2 separate regions of the Rattus norvegicus genome follow, and region 2 is linked to region 1. A link is a contact called in public Hi-C data. All regions are on one chromosome and are shown on one strand. Each heading gives the region's core, a stretch centred on a gene start, on an enhancer-like site or on the middle of the called end of the contact. The rest is flanking DNA. Distances are from core to core; before and after follow the strand shown.

Region 1 (5,776 bases), core at 3,100-5,599:
ATATAAGCTCAGAAGAAAACCTTTTGAGGCCTGCCCCCTCAGCATAGCTGCAGCCATTTTGTTTCACACCCCCCAGCTGTTTCATGCTGCTGCTGTAACACGCCTGCTAGTCACTGACACAGAAAAGTAACTTGACTCAGAGCAGGGCCATGCTGACCACCTATCCTGTTAGTTCTGTAGATTATGAGGTTTGTTAATTTTAATAAATTCTTCAACTACAGGCTTCACTTTGGACCCATCAAATTAAAGGTCATTGTGAACCGTTAAGCATAAATTGGTTTGAGTCAGGGCTGACCACTGGGCAGCCCTTCCAGCACCTGTGTATGAGTTCATTATGGTTTTTGCAGCTTTAGCCTTTATAAATGGACACAGAAAAGTGTTTGAGGTTGCAGCCTCAGCCCCTGAATTCTGAGCAATGGCCCTGATCGGTCAGTCTTAGGGTGTGCATTCAATAAACCATCCCTGTCTGACTGAGATCAGTGTTTGTGTGGCTTATGGGGTGACTCCTGAACCCCACCAAAAATAAAGTAAGAGAACCTGTCTGAACTATTTATGTGTTCGGCCAACTCTACCCCTCCTCTTCAGACCCTGATACGTTGAAAGAAGCTGGCCCTCAACATGTTACATGCATCAATTTAGTCAAAACTAATCTAAAGGAAATTCTATTACTTCCTCCACTTTCAGATGAGGAAACCGAGGAATAGGAAAATAAATTCGTGAACAGATAAGTACTGGGGTTCCTTATATGGCCTGGAAGTACTTGAATTTAAAAAAAAAAAAAAAAGGGCTGGAGAGATGGCTCAGTGGTTAAGAGCGCTGGTTGTTCTTCCAAAGGCTCCAGGTTCGATTCCCAGCGCCCACATAGCAGCTCACAACTGTCTATAACTCCAGTTCTGGGGGATCTGATACCCACATACGAATGCACATAAAATAAAATAAAAAATTATGAAAGAAAAAGGAAGAAAGAAAGAAAAGAAAAGAAAAGAAAAGAAAAGAAAAGAAAAACAAACCCAGACAGTCCCTTACAGTTCACATATACTGGAGAAAGAATTAAGCTGGTGAAGCTCAAACCTTTCATGGTTACCATGACAATGTGGCTACAATTCCATTTCAGGAACCAGAAGATAGCTGACAGGAGAAATTCCACCTCACCTTGAACACGGTGTTGACATCCACAACGGCCATGTTTCTCCGGTCTTCCAGGCACTTTGGGAAAACTGCAGAACTGAAGAAGGAAGATGGCTTTGGGAAAGACCAGGCCAAGCATCCCAGGACCCGTTTTCCCATGCCCTCAGACTGCGCTGACAGATGAATGTTAAGGTGCATTTGCTCTTCATGTGGTAGGAAAGTCTGTGGAAGAGCTCTGTGAGTTCAAGGCCAGCACGGTCTACACACAGAGAGTTCCGGGCTAGCCAGGGCTGCTACACAGTGAGACTCTACCTCAGAAACTAACAAACAACAATAATGACAACTGAAGTATTCCCGAGAGATACTCACAGGGACTAAGACAGACCCCCGTTCCTTCAGTTTGTAAGGCCCATGACCCACCCATTAATCCTACCTCATTAATAGGGTGAGGAATATACCTTTTGATATCCCCTTACCACAAGGGGATAACCCACAAGCTACAGGATTAATGTTCCAAGGGACAAACTTGTCGTGCATCTGTAAGCATACATGGCAAAACCTTCTTACAAACATAAGGAGATTTTTCTTCTTTTTTTTAAAGATGGGGTCCCACTAAGCACACCAGGCTAGTCTCCTAGTCAAAGATCCACTTGCCTCTGCCTCCCAAGTACTGGAGTTTGAAATGTACTATATACCTGGCTCCTTTATTTTTGTTTCCTCCTGTTTTTTTTTTTTTACTTTTTAATTTTAATTAATTAATTAATTAATTTTGGATAGGGTCTCACTGTGTAGCTCTGGCTATCCTGAAAATATGTAGACCAGGCTAGTCTCAAACTCACAGAGATCTACCTGTCTCTGCCTCCTGAGTGCTGGGATTAAAGGTGTGCACCACCATGGCCAGCCTTTAATTTTTAAAAACATGCTATGTCCACAACTGATGCCCTAGGCCCCTTAAGAACCCAGGAAAACACCTGCTCTTTTTCTTTTCCTTGCAGATCGCTTGAGCCTCTCCAGACGAGCGCCTTTTATTCCCTTTTCTTCCCCCAATAAAGCTTCTCCCTGAGAGTTTATGCTCAGAATTGTTTTTGAAAAAGATTTATTTTACGTTTGAGGGTGTTTCACCTGCACGTATGTCCGAGTACCGTGCGTATGCCGGGTGCCCTAGTGCCCTGAGAGGTCACAAAGAAAGAACTGTATCTGCTGGAACTAGAGTTATGGATGGCTGTGAGTAGCTATGTGGGTGCCAGGAACTGAACCCAGACTCAGGAGGAGCAGCCAGTGGTCCTAACCATTGAGCCATCTGTCCAGCCACTGTGAGTGGAGCTTCTATTTCCACAATGGCTAGGATCTTTCAGGAGACTTGGATAGCTCAGAGACTTGGTGAGCATCTCAGAACATAGTTTTCTCCCCAGAGTTCCCAAAGGAACCATAAGGAAATCCCTGTTTCTGCCTGACTCTTCCTGACCTGGGGTTCCTCTCCACATCTAAGGGCTTTTCATGGGGGCTCAGTAGCAGAAATCTCGCCTGACATTGAAAGGCTCAGGCCCAGCCCAGTAATACAAAAAAATAACATAAGAAATAAAATGAAATTCTGTCCAGAGATCAAAGCTGTGGCTCCAGGCTGCTTCCGTATTCCCATCATCAACAGGCTCAAGAATTTTCAAAACCTCCACATCCACCCCACCTCACCCCAGGATTAATCATCCCCCAACTCTATCTCATCCCACTCTTTCTTTGACTGGGACAGTAGAAAGTGTTCCTCATGTCATGAAGAACGGCTTTTCTGTGGATTCCTCCACTCGAGCAAATTAAAAAAAAAAAAAAAAAAAAAAAAAAAAAAAAAAAAAAAAGAGGAACTTGATCTCTCTGGAAACCATAAAAAAAAAAAAAAAACAAAAAAAACAAAAAAACAAAGTACATTTCAGGATCTTCAAATAGTTTCTGAACTGGGCAGGTGCAGTATCAGAGTCCATTTTAGCCCATTTAAGCTGCTATAACAAAATACCAGAGTACCAGAGACAAAGCTTATAAACAACAAATTTAGTTCTCAGTCGTGGTGGCAGAGCAATCTCCATTTTGGCACTGACAGATTTGGTGTCCGGTGAAAACCGATTTCCCCGTCCACAGATGGAGTTTCTGTACTGCGCTCTCACCGGCAGCTCCGGGAGCCAGGACACTGCTCCCATATAATTACCTTCAAAAAGCCCCCACCTTCTAAACCCACCATACTGAGGACTGGGTTTGTAACTATAATCTGGACAGGGTGACGATGGAGTACAAGTGTGCAGGGTGCTCACTATGTCTGTTTCCTGACGTAAAAGCCTGGAGCTGAGGAAGGTGTCTTTTTAGAACCTCAAGTGGATCACCCAGAATCATGAACTTCAAATCCTGATTTCTCTAATAGCAGTCAACAGAGACTTACAGATTCTTGAAGAGTTCCCTAAACAAGGCTAATCACCTACTCGGAGGGTTTGACACAAAAGTAGGACTCCCACAGTAATTGAGTATTTTCAAATACAATTTCTACACACTCATACGTATCTGAGACAGGATTTCACTATGAGGCTCCTAGTAGCCTGGAACTCACTAAGTTCCAATGGTTGTCCTCAATAGTGCTTAATTTATAGATGTGGGTCAACATATCTAACTCCTAACTACAGTTAAAAGTCACGCTGATTGGTAAAACTGATGAGCACAGAAATCCTTATCGTCTCTACTATTTAGCTTTCTTTTTTTTTTTTCTCTCCAATTTTTCAAGTTAACTTGACATAAAAGGAGAAGTAGACATATTTCGCTCCCCCTAATCCATCCCCCTTCCCGACTTTGCGTTGGAAGACTAGAGGATCGGGTGACCACCTATCACCCATGTTCTGATGACCTCGCGCACGCTCTCTCACCCTCCTGTACAATCCACATCCTCCAAAAATCTTTTTGCCCAAGCAGTCACACTCGCGCCGCCTTAGTCCCTGCGGAGGAGACCTCTTTAAACCTCTAGCCCCATCCCGGAAACCGGGTGGGTCCCCTAGAGTCAGCCTGCAGCCAGCGACCAAAAATACAGGCCTTAAGGCCCCATACACAAAGTACCTAAAACCAAGGGTAGACTCACCTCAGAAGTATAAACTGAGTCTTCACGGCTTCGAACTCGGAAGACAGGCGAATACCAACCAGGACAGTACCGGGTTAGGTCGGGTAGGGCACAGAGATGATCCGGAACAACCTTTCTCCAGCCACTTCCGCCACGTGTCTGAGCTTTTATAGTGGACTACATTTCCCAGAAGGATGTGCTGCTCTAGAGTCCTCAGGAGAGTTTCAATGTCCGAGAGAGGAAGTTGAATACTGGAACAAGAGAACGTACGATTAGTTTTCTAAAGGGGGAATTTCTCAAGGATCCAGGGATTGAAGCCTCTGAAACTTAAGCAGCTTCGGCTCTACGGTGGGTTGGATCTTGATTCCAGTTACAGAAGTGAGGCAAGAACCCAAGAAAATGACCCAGTTTAGGACTACATTTCCCAGAAGCCATCACGGACAGCGTTCTCAGTAAAGAACTCATCCTGCTCTTGACTGTCGAAGTGTAAGAATTTTTCCAGTGTGGTGTCCCAAGGCCCCTGGAGCAACGAAACAAGGCCATTAGGACTGGGGATGACTGGATAGGGCAAAGATCGCCCTATTTTTAAAAATTTTTTATTAGATATATTTCTTTACTTACATTTCAAATGTTATCCCCCTTCCCGGTTTCCTGTTCAAAAGCCCCCATCCCCTCCCCTCTCCCTGGAACATTTAATCTACTTACACTCGATAGCCACTAATTTAAATGTGCTGCCTTAGACTGGGATGAGCACTGCATGTTTGTAATTCCAGCACTCAGGAGGTAGAGGCAGGAGAATCAGGCACTTTAATGCTAGCCTCGGTTACAAATCAAGTTTGAAGCCAAAGCGACCTAAGAACCTGTGTCCAAAAAGGAGATGGTTCAGCGCTTAAGAGCACGTTCTGTTCGGTTCCACGCACTCATGTTAGGCCAATCATGACCACTTATGTTGGATTAAATTTTACGGCGTGCCTTTTGTTTTTTGTTTTTGTTTTTTAATATTGTCACACTAATATACCGAGAATTCAATGTCGATCATACTGGCCTCAAACCCTGAGATCCCAATGTCTCTGCCTCTTGTTTGCTATGATAAAAGTAGGCATCACCGTGCCACAAGTCTTGGTTATTGTTGGTTGATTTCGTTGTTGCAGAAGCGAGTCTTATTAGGTAGACTTGGCCGGTGGTCTGGCCTGGAGCTTGATTGCTATGTAGATCAGGCTGGCCTCTTACTCATAGAGATCCTCCTGCTTTGGCATTCCAAGTGCTGGAATTAAAGGGACATGCCACCATGCTACGCTGACTTTGCTGTTTGTTTGTTTGTTTGTTTGTTTTTGAGACAAGCTCTTACCTGGAACTTGGACTAATTGTCTCAGCCTCCTGGGATTACAGACCTGAGCCATCATATCTAGCAGTAAGTCTTGAATTCATAAATTTATGTTTTCCAATGGACTTGTGATATTTTACTTTTTAATTTTTCCTATTGCTTTTTGAGGCAAGATTTGTTGCCTAGGCAATCCTTAATGTTTCCATCTTTCTTTCTTTCTTTCTTTTTTTTTTCCCGGA
Region 2 (5,542 bases), core at 932-3,431, 140 kb before region 1:
CTCTGCGCATGTTCACAGGTCATTGACACACCCACCAGAGAACCCTAAAAAATCATAGCCACGCACTCACGGAGTCCTAGGGTCACTTAAGGTCACATTTACACACAGCCACAGCCTTACTGCTGCTCACCCGGCTAGACTAGCTCCCACTGACCTGACATCTCAGATACTGACTGGTCTTTCCCTTCAGACCCCAGGGCCGCACCTTTGGAGCCTTAAAAAGGGCCTAGGACGCTCACCGTACACTTTCCTGTCCCCGGACGATGAGGGTCCCGCAGGCAAAAGAAGGGGCTGCCTAGAAATTGCGGGCGCTTCTGGGAAATGTAGTCTGCGATGGGAACTGGCGGGGAAAATGGCAACCATTGTTGGATTTCCCGCCAGGGCACGGCCTGAGGCAGGCCGAGGATCTGGCTCCGCATTTGGAATTTTGTGCGGAAAATTCCTAGACAGAGATACAAACTGGGATCGAAACTCTCACAATACGTAGGGCAGACACCCTGGGCACGAGCCCCTTGCATCATTAGGGGCCAATCTCACCGAATCACTGTATGTTTTTTGGAGTAGGTTTGCGACGGAAGTTGTGTAGAGTCGCATGTGTCTCTGGGAAATGTAGTCTAGAAAAGGAACTGCGTGGCACTGGTCTCCTGGAACAAAGTTGCTGAAATGATTTCTGAGATACCACACCCTGAGTCTGGATATTTCTGGGCCTTGTAACTCACTGTAGCAATATTCAGGATGACGACAGATTCCCCGTCTTCCCCTTCTTTGTTGGCGAGGCCCAGCATAGGATTTTTATGATCCATTTAGGTGGCATAAAAAATGAATATTAGTTATTAAAATCTAGCAGATTTACAAAGAATTGTAAACGAGTGGTTGTTCCCGAGGAGGTAGAGCGTTCTGTTATAGAGTAGTGAAAAAAATTGTCTTCGAATTTTTATTTATTTTGAGTCTGGGTCTTACTCTAGGCCGACCTGCGAGTCACTCAGTAGACTTGGTTTGCACTGAATTCATATAGATCAGTCTGTCCGTGTCACACAAACACTTAGACTAAAGGGAAGGTCCAATACTAGGTACATTTTTTTGCTTTGGTGTTTATGGGACTCATTTCTACATAGGTATTTCCTTTCTTAGCTGAACAATATTGTTTTATGAGTTATATGTACGAGTTTGTATATCCAGTCACATGTTTGTGATTGTTGTGGTAATCTCTAGATTAATTGATTTTAATAAAGCAGATATAAGCATTTGTTTACCATTCTTTTATCTTTTTTTTCCCTTTTGGTTTTTCGAGACAGAGTTTTTCTGTATAGCCCTGGCTGTCCTGGAACTCACTTTGTAGACCAGGCTGGTCTCGAACTCACAGATTCTGCCTGCCTCTAGTTCTTTAGTGCTGGGATTAAAAGCATGTGCCACCATCCCTGGCTTTTGTCAGTACTTTTAAAAAGTTTTGTTTTTACTGTTTTTCTGTATGGGTATGTGCTTTAATGCATACATATGTGTCTGTACAGGCCAAAAGGGGATGCCACATCACCAAGAGTTACAGACAGATTTGTGGGCTACCTGTGGTGGGGGCTGGAAACAGAACTCTGGTTCTAGGCAACAGCAGTATGAGCACCTAATGCTTGAGACTCTGTTTCAGCTTGCAATGTCATTTTGTATGTGTGTGTGTGTGTGTGTGTGTGTGTGTGTGTGTGTGTGTGTGTGTTTAATTAGGTATTAAGGGGGTGGGCCATGGTATTAAATTAAGGCTTCATTTACACACTAAGGGCATTGCTGTGTATAAATTATATTTTAATTTTAGGTGCTTTTAGTCACATGTTGGTCTTACTAAGTCCTTTCTTTCCTCCCTCCTGTCTCCCTACCTCCTTCTACATATCTCAGCTTGGCCTATCGATTCATCCTGCCTGCAAATGTGAGCCACTATGCCTCGTATTAAGCTATTCTTGAGGTGCTTAGAGTGGTGAATAACGGAAACGAGCGGGTTTTATGCCTGTATTCTACTCTGTCCTTCCAAAGGACATTCTGACCGCTCTATTCCCACCCACCCCCACCCCTGGCGGTATCTCCCAGGGGGTTTATCCCAGCTTCTACTCTATTTCCCAATGCGGTTTGTCCTATTTAAGATTTTGACATTCTTCCAGTTGCTTCTGATACTGGTTCTGATGCATCTTGGGGTTGCTGGGGTTTTTTTCCTCAGGAGCAGAGTTCCATCCTGAATTGTCTACCTTTTTCATGAATGATTTTTCTATAAAGTGATTGTACCACCTTGATTTTTCCCCTCATATGGTTTCTCCCACAAGCCCTCAATTTTTTTCCTTCTTTGGCTGGATCCCCTGTACCTCATGGTTTCTTCCAGCAGGGGGCGGGCAACTAGGTTTAAAGTATAACAGAACTCATGCCCTCAAAGCTAGAGGAACCTCCTCCTATAGGATGATGCACAGACAAGGGCTACAGTGCTTGGATTTACGTTCTTTATCCCATTCTGTGTAATCTGGCTGGATAGCTATTCCTCTGCTGTACGGAATGCTTAAGTTTCAAAGATGGTGGCCTACGCGGCATCTCCGGGCGCGGCCATAGCCTCTTAAGGAATGGTATATAAAGGTTCTGCAAACTCTTTAGGCACCTAGTGGGTTGTTGGAGTCCTCCTGTGTCGCAGGTATCGCTGAGCATGCGCAGTACTAATAGCCAAGGATTTTTTTTTCTTTTAAAGACCGGAAGTGACCTTGGTCTTTGAAGATGGTTCCCCTCCCCCTCTCCCCTCGCCTCCGCGCGGTTTCCATTGAAGTCTTAAGAGCAAGCACCTTGGAGGTGATTTCAACTAGAATTCTAGGGAATCATTAATGTGTGTGTATGTTGCGAGTTAGTGACTGTATTGGGTACTGTCTGCTGTGTTGATGGTTGTCAGTGGTAAGGATTTCTCCGATCAATAACGGGATTCTGAGTTTTGGAGGAGGGAGGTTGGCCGGCCGGGTGACGTGTGACTGTCCTGACTTGTGAGTGATGTGATGTTAGGGAATGTGATGAGTGGCTGAGGGTCTGTAACACCCGAGAGCCCCTGGGGTCTGTGATCAGTTTGCTTTCTAACCCGAAAGTTTAGCTCATTAATTTTTAGCGTTGGTTAATGTAAGAATTTATATTCTTACATATTTATATGTAGACTTTTTATTGTTGATTAAATACAAATGGTTTTCTTTTTAAATTTATTTTCTTTGATCCAGGAGTCATTTGGAAATGCATTTTCCGTTTTAGATAATATCTCTGGGTAGTGGTCAGGTTGAAAAATGCTTTATGGTCTATATCGTAATCATTTTCATAAATGACTTCACATTGCATAAAAATTACCGCTCCCCAGTTGTATTGTGAGTTATATATCACATGGCCTTACAGTTTTGGTTTTGCTTTTTGTTTTTTGGAGCCCTGGATGTCCCAGAACTCACTATATGTAGACCAGGCTGGTCTTGAACTCAAAGAGATCCATCTGCCTCCGGAGTTCTGGGATTAAAGGCCTGCACCCCACCAGCAGACATTACAGATTTTTTTTGTCTGCTTAGTTGTGGTGGAGGTATATTGCTCACAACAGAAAGGTGATTTGTCTATCTCTCCTTTGTCCATTTCTGGTTTGTATGTTTGAAGTTATATCGTTACCAACACTTATGTGTATTTTTGCAAAATGTGTTTGTTTATTCTTTGAAGATATGTATACAATGTATTTTCGTCTCACCAACCCTTACTACCCCCTTCCAGTTATTTTTAGTAATAGGTATGACTAAGTATCTCCAGGATATTATTAGCAAATTCAGTGTCCACCATCAGTTTGTAAAAGAGCTTATTTTCGCAAGTATCTTTCCGTTTTGCAAGTTTTATATCTTTTGTCTAGTTTTTACCCCTTGACTTTTTTTTTTTTAAGATTTATTTATTTATTATATATAAGTACACTGTAGCTGTCTTCAGATACACCAGAAGAGGGCATCGGATCTCTTTACAGATGGTTGTGAGCCACCATGTGGTTGCTGGGAATTGAACTCATGACCTCTGGAAGAGCAGTCGGGTGCTCTTAACCGCTGAGCCATCTCTCCAGCCCACCCCTTGACTTTTTAAAAGCAATTGCTAGATTTCTTTTTTTAATAAAACATTAGAACCTGTTAGCTTCATGATGAAAATAATATATGTCAATATTTTAATTTGTGTTTTTTTTTTCCTTTTTAAAAACGATTTATTTTATTTATATGAGTACACTGTCGCTGTCCTCAGACGCACCAGAAGAGGGCATCAGATCCCATTCCAGATGGTTGTGAGCCACCATGTGGTTGCTGGGATTTGAACTCAGGACCTCTGGAAGAGCAGTCAGTGCTCTTAACCACTGGGCCATCTCTCCAGTCCTTCTTTTGTTTTTGTTTTGTTTTGTTTTAAATTGGGGATTGGACCCAAGACCTCAAGCATGCTAGGCAAATGCTCTAACCCTGGGTGTCTTGGTATCTCTTCGCAGCTCCAGATCTTCCACCACATTCCACAGCTCTTCTTCCTCGCAGTTCTGACTAAACTCCTAGAGGACCGCTAAGCATCTGGTTGCTGACAGAACACGGTCTGGACCCAGGGTGATCATGCCAACTGACTGGACTTCAACCCTGGAAGCTACATCATTGGCCCCAGAAGATCCTGGGAGCTCCAGTGAGGTCAGAGGGGAGGGGTTTTGTGGGTGGGCATTCCTCCAGGAGTAGATGGCCCTGATTTGTCCTTGGAGTCTCAGAGGAGAAGCAGATAAGCCACAGGAGCAACTGGACCCCTAAACCTGCCCCTCAGGGAACCAATCTTGATCTATTTATCAAAAATCAAGAAACACCTGGGCAAATGTTCTCCACTCCAGAGGCAGTGAGGGCGGACCGTGATGAATGACTGTTTTTTGTCATCCTGTGGTGTTCATCTGTTGTCTGTGGATAAAATTCTTGGTAGAAATTACTTCCCTATAGGGTCTTTGAAGAAATGGCATCATTCCTTTTCCAATCGCCACACTGGACACAAATATCCGCTTGCTTCCATTCCTCACGTTTCTGCTTCTCAGTAGGTCTCCAATTTTCATTTTTCCTCCTCCACGATTTTTTTTTGCTGCTTTCCTTTTTGGGAAACATTGTCAACTTTGTCTCCTCCTCAGTGGAGCCGCTGTTAACCGCTATCAACCGTTCATTTCAGGTTGCGGTTTTAAACATTGTACTCAGTGAGATGGCTCATTAAGTCTGCTCGCCCATGAGCTTGGAGACCCAAGTTCATTTCCTGCAACCACAGAAGTGAAGAGATCAGAGCCCACAGCCTTGCCCTCTGTCTCCGTATTGCCACCACAGCACACAGAGGCCCTTTAGCTTGGGCTAAAGGGTGCTTGGGCTTGAAGGCTGCCAAGCGACACAATGCCAAGGTTTCTTCATCATATATAGCCTGCACCCCTACCTCAGCCGAGCGACCCTCATCAAGCATCTGATCTGTGGAGATCTCTCTACCCCTGGCTCTGTTCTGTGGTGCCGTCTCCCTCACCGCTTCTTTCCACCGTGCG

The links. Hi-C and Micro-C count contacts between places; a contact is called where the count stands out from the background.
Region 2: a contact with region 1 is called in a Hi-C map of liver, with 2.7 times the contacts expected there. The contact joins the promoter of Zfp27 here to the promoter of Zfp84 in region 1. A contact is called at or near these places in 6 of 12 Hi-C or Micro-C datasets (the A7r5 cell line, frontal cortex, kidney and 2 more) and 1 of 1 datasets of contacts at active chromatin or transcription factors (oligodendrocytes).

What each region holds. Positions count from the first base shown.
Region 1 is chr1:94,113,396-94,119,171 of GRCr8, reverse strand. It overlaps Zfp84 (zinc finger protein 84), which reads right to left and starts at 4,349. Exons shown (of 5, transcript NM_001107500.3): 1 at 4,235-4,349; 2 at 1,153-1,225. The coding sequence starts at 1,185.
Region 2 is chr1:94,254,832-94,260,373 of GRCr8, reverse strand. It overlaps Zfp27 (zinc finger protein 27), which reads left to right and starts at 2,181. Exons shown (of 4, transcript XM_008759226.3): 1 at 2,181-2,907; 2 at 4,487-4,673. The coding sequence starts at 4,602. It overlaps Zfp420 (zinc finger protein 420), which reads right to left and starts at 659. Exons shown (of 5, transcript XM_039093741.2): 1 at 240-659. The coding sequence starts at 363.